Linked DNA regions of Gossypium hirsutum: region 1 is linked to region 2. The links are chromatin contacts, called in public Hi-C maps. All regions are on one chromosome and are shown on one strand. Each heading gives the region's core, a stretch centred on a gene start, on an enhancer-like site or on the middle of the called end of the contact. The rest is flanking DNA. Distances are from core to core; before and after follow the strand shown. Region 1 holds the start of LOC107888729 (protein TPLATE). Region 2 holds the start of LOC107888707 (transcription factor GTE8).

What was found. Hi-C and Micro-C count contacts between places; a contact is called where the count stands out from the background.
Region 1: a Hi-C map of leaf shows a contact between it and region 2, with 2.0 times the contacts expected there. The contact joins the promoter of LOC107888729 here to the promoter of LOC107888707 in region 2. A contact is called at or near these places in 7 of 34 Hi-C or Micro-C datasets (callus, hypocotyl and leaf).

What each region holds. Positions count from the first base shown.
Region 1 is chrA09:15,798,381-15,803,376 of Gossypium_hirsutum_v2.1, forward strand. It overlaps LOC107888729 (protein TPLATE), which reads left to right and starts at 3,214. Exons shown (of 7, transcript XM_041077806.1): 1 at 3,214-4,459; 2 at 4,815-4,996. The coding sequence starts at 3,338.
Region 2 is chrA09:15,177,617-15,182,016 of Gossypium_hirsutum_v2.1, forward strand. It overlaps LOC107888707 (transcription factor GTE8), which reads right to left and starts at 1,297. Exons shown (of 10, transcript XM_016812884.2): 1 at 1-1,297. The coding sequence starts at 232.

The DNA of each region.
Region 1 (4,996 bases), core at 1,964-4,463, 620 kb after region 2:
ATAGATTGACCTCTATAGGACGTTCTTTGTACCATGGTCATGGGCTTTGAACCACGGCCCATGAGTCTAGGTGTCTACATAAGTAACTATGTTAATTTCATATTACTTGGTCTTTGTGTTGAATGTTGTTTAAATTTGAGCTTGCAAGCTACACTCGTTATTTCATCATCTTATCCTTCTTTTGGTAAATTAATGATATGCATAATTACTTACCTTTGAGGATTATAAATTGCAAATTTAAAGTTTGTTATAGTGGCTTTCATATATATTTGGGATATTTTTAAGCATGTGTTAGAGATGTCATGAATAAATGGACTTAAGAAAACATTTTGAAGTGTTTTGGACATATTTAATGAGTTATGTCATGAACACAAAATTGCAATATCGCAACCTTGCCACCCGATGTCGCATAATTCATGTCGCAACCTCGCTACTCAGTAAGTGTTGTTGTGATGTCAAAAGTCCCCATGTTGCAACGTCACACCTATTTTCAGCATTGTACTATTTTAAAGTTGTTTTGACCTCTTAGAGATCATTTTGGGTTTCGATCACCTCCAATTAACCTTGAATAAATCTTAAATGATTTTAAAAGTTTGAATCTTGTCTAAAATATATTTTAATTATTTTATAAAAATATTTTAAATTTCCAATCTTTAAACAAATCCAATATTTCTTACTCGTACATTCTTCGGTGACATCTTTCAACCGCACCGATCGTCTGAAAATGGTGAGGGATGTTACACATACTATCAATCCCACCACAAATCAAAATTTATAATCTGAACATACTCTTGCACTTGAATTTTCCTTTACAACTATGTTAACTTTAACAAGTAGGAAGTCAATATCACATCATATCCTACACTAACTTTTTTAAACTTTTAGCCTTTTAGCCTATGTAACCATTTATGAAAAATTACATGGAATATGTAGATAATCATTCGATGCCCTGTTACGATATGATAAAATATTAATTACGATATTTCGGTGTGTGCAAAGCACGACTTAGCCATCCAAATCCCATAATACGCAGAATGTGCCATTTTGATACTCCCAAGCACTACAAGCAGCCAACAAACACTATAACGAGCTCATGTAGTCTATAACATGCCAATTATATTCAACTAGCTTTCCAACAATGTTCACAATAGCTATTATTAACAATTATTGTTTTTATAAGTGAATTACTTGGTTTTACAAACTTAGTTTTCAGGGGAAAATTTAGTAGAAAATTTAGTGGAGAGGAATCTAGATCTTTAATGTGAAGGTAAGATTGTTATACCAATGTGATAGCAATTAAATCATTATTTTTACAAGATTAAAGATAGTGAATTATCTTTCAAGATAAAACTCCAGCAAACATTGAAAAATCAAATTGCGAAAGAAATTGTTTTATGTTTTTTTTTTGCAGTTACTGTTAGTACTTATAATTATTCCTTATAACTACTTCCTCTATTTCTGCAATAATAAATTAATTTCTTTCAAATTACGTTTCAACCTTATTTGTTATATTCAAAATTTAACATTTTACTAATATTTTTCTTCAAACTACTGATAATCTTGATGGATGTATACATATTGTGTTTACTAAATGTCATTTTCATATTTAATATAATCTAATTGAATTTGAACTGTTGTTGTGAAAATTGTATTCGAGTATTTGGTTTAATAAGTTGTGAATTTAATTTGGTACATACCATTTAATTAAAAATCCTTCAAATAAGTTTAATTAAAAAAATAAAAAATTATTGGGTAAACTGCGCTTCAGGTCACTCTAAAATAACATTGCTCCTATTTTGGTCACTCTAATTATTTTGTCAATTTAATTACTCTAATTAAGATAATTGCTCGAATTGGTCACTGTTGTTAAAATTTTCGTTAAACCACTAACGGATTGCTAACATGGCTTTTTTTTTTTTACCTTTGAGTATAGCTAGAAAGCTCTTTATAATTAGTTCAAAACACTTTCTTATTTTGTTTATTTGCAACATAAGACTAAGGTTTGGAAGTTCTCTTTTTCTTTTGTTGTTGTTTGTTTCTTAGGAAAAGTAAAAGAGAAAAATGAAGATAGTTTTGACTTGTTTATTTGGCTTGTCCAAAATAACCCATGTTCTAATTTCTTAGGTAATTATATCACTCTTTTTCTTTTCTTTAATTTGATTTTCTCTTAAAATTTTTCAAAAAGAACACACAAAGAAGAAAATAAAAGAAAAAACTTAAAAATTACTTTATAAAAATCTTAAAATCTTCCCTTGGGTACCCTCAAAATCATCTTTCCATTATTAATTTCAACACGCATCTAGTAACAATAACATAATTGCTATGGAAAAAAAAAGACGAAATATTTTTGGGAAATCATTGTTTTCATCAATAAAGTTGAACACCCAACAAAACTAGATTTGTTAATAAACTAAACACGCACGATGAAACAGAACACAATCAAATCCTAGAAATTTAAAAATTAAGAAGAAAAAATAAATTTTCTTAAAAAAAAAAAGTAAAGAAAAACTTACCATACTAAGATTAGATCTTGAAGAAATTGCAAAGGATCTCTGAAAAGCACGTAGCTGAATCTGAGCACAAATCAAGCGTGCACAAATAAACACTATGAGCATAATACTCACGGTAAAACCTATAAGTCAACAAACAAGTCAAAACTATCCTCATTTTCCTTTGATACTTTTCCGAGGAAACAAACAACAAAAAGGAAAAAGAGAACTTACCAACTTTAGTATTATGTTGCAAATGAACAAGAAAAAAGTATTTTAGACTAATTACAAAGAAGGTACTAACTTTAGTTAAAAGTAAAAAAAAATGATATTTCAACATCCGTTAGTGGATTAACAAAAATTTTAACGATAGTGTCTAATTCGAGCAATTATCTTATTCAGAGTGACTAAATTGACAAAAAAATAAAATGATCAAAATAAAAATGACACTATTTTAGAGTGACCTACTGTATAATTTGCCCCAAAAATATTATATGCCATGAAATTTAAACATTTAACCCCTTAAATTTATATTAAAATTTGTTCAATTTAATAAAATACATATTTCTATTAAATGTATAACATTATTTAATATTTAAAAACTTTTTACAACCAATAACCAAAGTCCAAACCAACAAACATAGGCCGAACCGAAAACCGATGCAAGTTCATATACAGACCCGGCCCAATTTGGTTCAACCACAATGCCAAGCTGGTCCGGAGCTAACATTTTCATTTTGATAACTGCTTTCTTGCACCTCTTCGTTGTATCAGATCAGATCTTCAAATTGACTAGTTCGAACTTCATCCCGATGTTCCATTGAGAAACCCAAATAATTTTTTTGTTAATGGATATTCTTTTTGCTCAAATCCAAGCGGATCTCCGCTCAAACGATGCTCTCCGCCAGTCCAGCGCTCTTCTCTCCGCCCTCCAACAATCCGCCGCCGGTCGCGACATTTCCATAATTGCCAAATCCGCCGTTGAAGAAATCGTCGCCGCCCCTGCCTCCGCCGTCTGCAAAAAGCTTGCCTTCGACCTCATCCGATCCACTCGTTTAACCGCCGACCTTTGGGATTCTGTCTCTACCGGCATCCGTAACGACTTCCACTTCCCCGATCCCGATGTCGTTGCTGCTGCAGTCTCCATCCTCGCTGCCATCCCTTCTTATTCCCTCGCCAAACTTATCACCGATTCCAATGCCGAGATCTCTGCTTGTTTCGATTCCCCTTCCGATAACCTCCGGTTCTCCATCACCGAGACTCTAGGATGTGTTCTCGCTAGAGACGATCTCGTAACGTTGTGTGAAAACAATGTTAATCTTCTCGATAAGGTATCAGCTTGGTGGGCTCGGATTGGGCAGAATATGTTGGACAAGTCCGACACGGTTTCAAAGGTAGCATTTGAATCCGTGGGGAGATTATTTCAGGAATTGGATTCAAAAAGGATGAGCAGATTAGCTGGTGATAAGCTTGTTGATAGTGAAAATTCTTTGGCTATAAGGTCAAATTGGGTTTCTTCAATGGTTGATTTCGTTTGGAAAAAACGCAGCACTTTAATGGCAAGGTCATTGATTTTACCGGTTGAGAGTTTTCGAGCAACTGTTTTTCCTTTAGTTTATGCAGTTAAGGCAGTGGCTTCGGGGGGATTGGAAGTTATAAGGAAGATTTCAAAGGGTTCTAAAGTGAATGGGACTGTGGTGGATTCCAATGCGGAGAAATTAGTTGGTGTGTCGGATTTAGTCACTCATTTGGCTCCATTTCTGGCATCTTCGCTGGAACCTGCGTTGATTTTTGACGTCGGGATTAATATGTTGTATTTGGCTGATGTGCCTGGAGGGAAGCCTGAGTGGGCTTCACAGTCAATAATTGCTATTTTGACACTTTGGGATAGACAGGAGTTTGCTTCTGCGAGAGAAAGTATTGTTCGAGCTGTTGTTACTAATCTTCATTTGCTTGATCTTCATATGCAGGTGTGTTTTTTTTTTTTTTTATAATTCTTTTGCATAAATTAAATTTGGTTTTCTTAGTGTGTAAGAGATAGGTCTGAATCACTGATATAGCGAGTTTATGAAATTTTACTGGTGAGAGCGTTTCAAGGTTAGCTGTCACACTGGGAAAGATAGAATAATGAAATATATATGTTAGAATCCATCCTTAGAAGTTTCTTTATTTCTTCAGTGTGTTGGAAGTCAGTTCTTATATTTTGTCTTTCCAGAAGTGATTTCTGAAAGTGGTTTTGTGTTTGCTATTGCTTATAAGCCCGAAGGTCATAATGTTTGAACATTATGTAGAAAACTGCTTGATATTCTAAAATTTCTCATGAAGGTATCATTGTTCAAGAGGCTGCTTCTTATGGTAAGAAACCTGCGTGCAGAATCGGACCGAATGCATGCTTTAGCCTGTATTTGTCGGACAGCTTTATGTGTTGATCTCTTTGCAAAGGAAAGTGTTCGAAGAGGCCAGAAACCTCTTGCCGGAACTGATATAGCTTCTCTTTTGGAGGATCC
Region 2 (4,400 bases), core at 47-2,546:
TTCTTTCAAACTGTGACAATTTTGACAGTGACAGCACTTCCGTACGGACACCAAAGGTGCCAAGTTTATCAGGGTTCAAACTGATACATTTTCTCTGCGGTGCACTTGAATCTTCTGAAGCAGTAAACTCCATATCAATTCTTCCTGAGCTACCAGATCCCTCTGATTCACCAGGAGGCTCATACGGGCCACAGTAATACTCTCCTGCAAACCTATCACGCTTTGCCAACATCTTAGCCAAAGCACCTTTCTTCTTATATCCCTTTATTCAGTGTAAAGGAGCTGCTGACTTAATTGCCGCACTCTGAAGATATCAGCCATAGGAGCAAAATTATCCCATCTGATTTTCTAGAGTAACTATAAATCCACCCTTTAACTACAACTACTAGAGTAAAGGTCAGTAAAAGTTTTAAACAAGTTTAAATCAATTCCCACCGCACTTACCCAAATATAAAATATTTAACCATTGTGAATACTTTCTTGAACTATTTATCTTTTGAAAGACACAAATTCACTAGATTAAACACTAGAGAAGAGAACATTAATAGGAACCAAATTCTCCCATTCCACAGTGAATAAATCCAGATTTAAAATTTTCCCGACGATGGGAAAGGAATTAAACAGCACGAGAATAAATTGAACTTATTCACAGTTCAATTAAAGCAGCTCTTACCTGCATTTACCCAGATCCTGAATTTTATTTACACTACCCATCTTTAGAAACCCCAAATTCACCACATTAATTAAGAAAAAAACCCACCATATTGAACTCTATAAAACACCTAAAAGGCAAGAACGCGAAATTCGCATTTAATAAAATTTCAATCATGCAGGAAAGCTAAAATTGCAAGTAGAAAAACTAGCTTACTGATTTAAATTGAAAATATATAGTATCATTTACTAGATAAAGCCTCAAATCTTTACAACAGAAGAAGCTTGATACAACAAAAACCCTAATCCAATATCAAACCCCTCTCGCCCTAAGAATAAAACCCAAACCCGGATCCAAAAAGAAATCTAAAACCCATAAGAAACCAGTAACAATTACCAGTCTGTCACTGCTCGCTCACTGTTCCTCCTATGTCGAGAACCCTTTCTTCCCTTCCTCAATCGTTTCGCCGACAAAGTAAAAGAGAGAAGCAAAAAAAAAAGGCACAAACAGGAGAAAACTCTAGATCAAGAAACCCTAGAGAAACTAATAATTAATATTCTTAAAATAGAAAGGAAAAATGTTTTATTGAATTTTAAAATTTTGGATCGAAAAAGATTATTGGCGAGATCAGGAAGGGAGTTTAACTTCGTATCTCGTCTCTCTATTTAAAGGGCTTTTGCTTCTTTTGGAGAAATTATGACCGCTAGATTCAGGATGAAAGTCAACGGACGGTTCGATTTAAGATCGATCTCGAACGTCCGCTTTTGGCATGCTGATTTAGCACTATTAATCATTCAAATTTGTTTTTTGTCAATTATTGTTTTAGTCCCTGTACTATTCTAAAATTCAAAATTTATTCCTTCTACTTCAATTTCCCATAATTTTTTTTATGATGTCATTAATAGCACCATTCACACTTACGGGGAAGGCAATAAAGCAGCTGGTGCTCTATGTCGAATGGCTAGTTCCATGCTACCGAATCTTTCAGTTTTCACTTCGCCTTTAAATGAAGGGATTCACGAACTGCATCACAATGTACTTAGGATAGTTCCTTAATTCCCTATTATTTCTCTTATTCCTACCATTAAAGTAATAATATTTTTTTAAAATTATTACTCAATTACACAATCGATGAAAAATCTAGTCAACTAGTAACAAAATTCACATTTTAATCAAATATTTAATTTTTATTTTTTATCTAAAAATTATGTCATAACGACAATAAATAATAGTGTTATCAATTTTAACCTACTAATAATATAATAAAAACAAAGAGATCAAATTATATTAAATTAAAAAAATTAAATTTCAAATTTCAAGATATTATTTAAATAAAAATTAGAATTTTTTTTTTTTGGATAAAAGCTTGTTTTTGTTCTACATAGGTATTATAGAAACCTCACTCAACCTAGGTATAGTCTACCCGACTTTCTACACCCATATACAACATGGCACATAAAAGATTCAACTCTTATCAAATGTCTCAAAGTTCTTGTTTGAGCAAAAATGGTCAACACCACAAACCAATTCACTCTCCGCTATAATATCGCATATGGTATCCAAGATCATGTAATCTATAATTTAATCCTATAAACACAACATTTCATTCGTAAAGTTTGACACTTGAAAAAACTCAAATCACTTTTGTACATGTTTTAAAGGTTCGACTAAAAAAATGATAATCTCTCTCTTTTTCTCTTCATGGATAACAAACCATGAAAAGTTAAACAAAAATATGAAGTCAGTCCCGTCAACAAAGGCTATGTTCATCTAGGCTATGTTCATCTCTAACCTTGATAAGATAGTGACTATCAAATTTAGGCATGATGAGCAATTGACTCATGTTAGATGTAATATCCCGAATTAGGGCCTAATCGGAATAGTGGTTTCAGGACCACAAATCCGAGATAAAATGTAATGACCCAAAATTCACGGGCATCGGAAAAGTATAATATCGGGCCTCCGTCTTAGTAAATTGAGTTCGAAAATAATTATTAGAAATATTTACTAGACTAGTTGTGTGTTTAATTAGGTTTTAGATCGATGAATTTAGCTTAATTATGAGTAATTAGCAAAAAGGATTAAATTGCAATAGAAGTGAAAGTTAATTATAGATTAAAGGAAAATAATAGGGACCAAATGGGCAATTAAGCCACATTTGGAAGTTGAGGCGGCATAACATTGTAAAAATCTTAGATTTTTATATTATTATTTATATAAATATATAAATTAATTATAAAGTATATTATTAAATTAATTACATTATAAATATTATATTAAGAAATAAATTAAATAAAGACAAATGTATGGTGATAATTTAATACAAGTGTATTAATAAAATACATACATTTGTAATATTTTTATTAATTACTAAGTAGATATTTGTTTTAATTATTATTATATTAAAGTAATTAAATAAAAGGAAATAAAAAGAAAAAGAAAGAAACAAAACAGAAAAGAAACAGAATAGAAAGAACAAAGGAACAGAGAAAGAGACGAAACAGGGGAGAAACAGGGGAGAAAGAAAGAAAGAAAAAGAAAAAGGGAAAATATGGTTTTTGAAGCTTGAATTTAATTTGGTAAGTCAAATTAGCCCTTTTCTCTTAATTCTAATGTTTTAAAAGCTTTAAAACAAATTTTTGATGGAATTAAGTTGATATTTTGTAAGTTCATAGGTTTTCAAGTATATTTTATGTTGAATAAATTGTTGAATTAGGGATTAAATTGAATGAATTTTAAGTTAGAATTGAAAAAGGGATTAAATTGTAAAAGAAACTATAAGTTTTATATTCTAGGGACTAAATTGAGGGAAATTCGAAATTAGGAAAATATGCCGAAATTTTAATAGTTAAATTTGAGTTTGGATGAAATTTGAATAGAAATAGAGTGTGAATTGAACTAGAAAAGTAAGTGAATTTAGTTAGGATTAAATTGAGAATAAGGAAGAAATTGAATAGAAATTTAATTATTTATCATAATTAGTGCTGAAATTAATAGTATAAATTATTATCATTTTCGTAGCTAGCAAAGAACCAGAAGCGTCGGCACGGAAGGGAAAAGAGAAGATTATCGAGGAGTAAACTCGAGAAAATTACGGTTTGTATTACTATAATTCAAATTATTTATTTTTAAATGTTAAATTTTAATTTATGTGTCTAGTAAATGAAATGTGAGGTAAGTATTAATATTATTATTATTATTATTATGAGTGGGAATTAAATTGAATAGTTGATATGAAATAATATTTGAATTGTTTGTTGATTGAAAGCGGGAAATGAATTTGAATCGAATTGTGAATGGTATTAAATTGTATGGAAATGTATTGAGTTGTGAAAATGTGTGAAGTTGTGAAATAATTATTGATTGAAAGGTGGAAAAATGATTGAATTGAAAATGTGAGAAATTGTGATTGAATTGAGAATATATGTGATTTAAATACCCTATTAACTAGTCGGGCTGAGTCGGATATAGTTGGCATGCCATAGGATTGGAAGAGTTCAGGGATACTTCGACCTCGAGTCGATGAGACACTAGGTGTCACTATATTTCTTCGGATAGATTCGATGAGGTACTGGGTACCAACTTTCTTCGGCTTTGCCGATGAGACACTGGGTGTCAACTATTGCTTCGAACTATCCGATGAGGCACTGGGTGCCATTCTGGTGTGTTTGGTTGGATCCGTGTATCCACCAAAGTCCGAGTTTTGTTAATAGGGTAATTAATGAAATAATAAACCGAACGAGTTGAT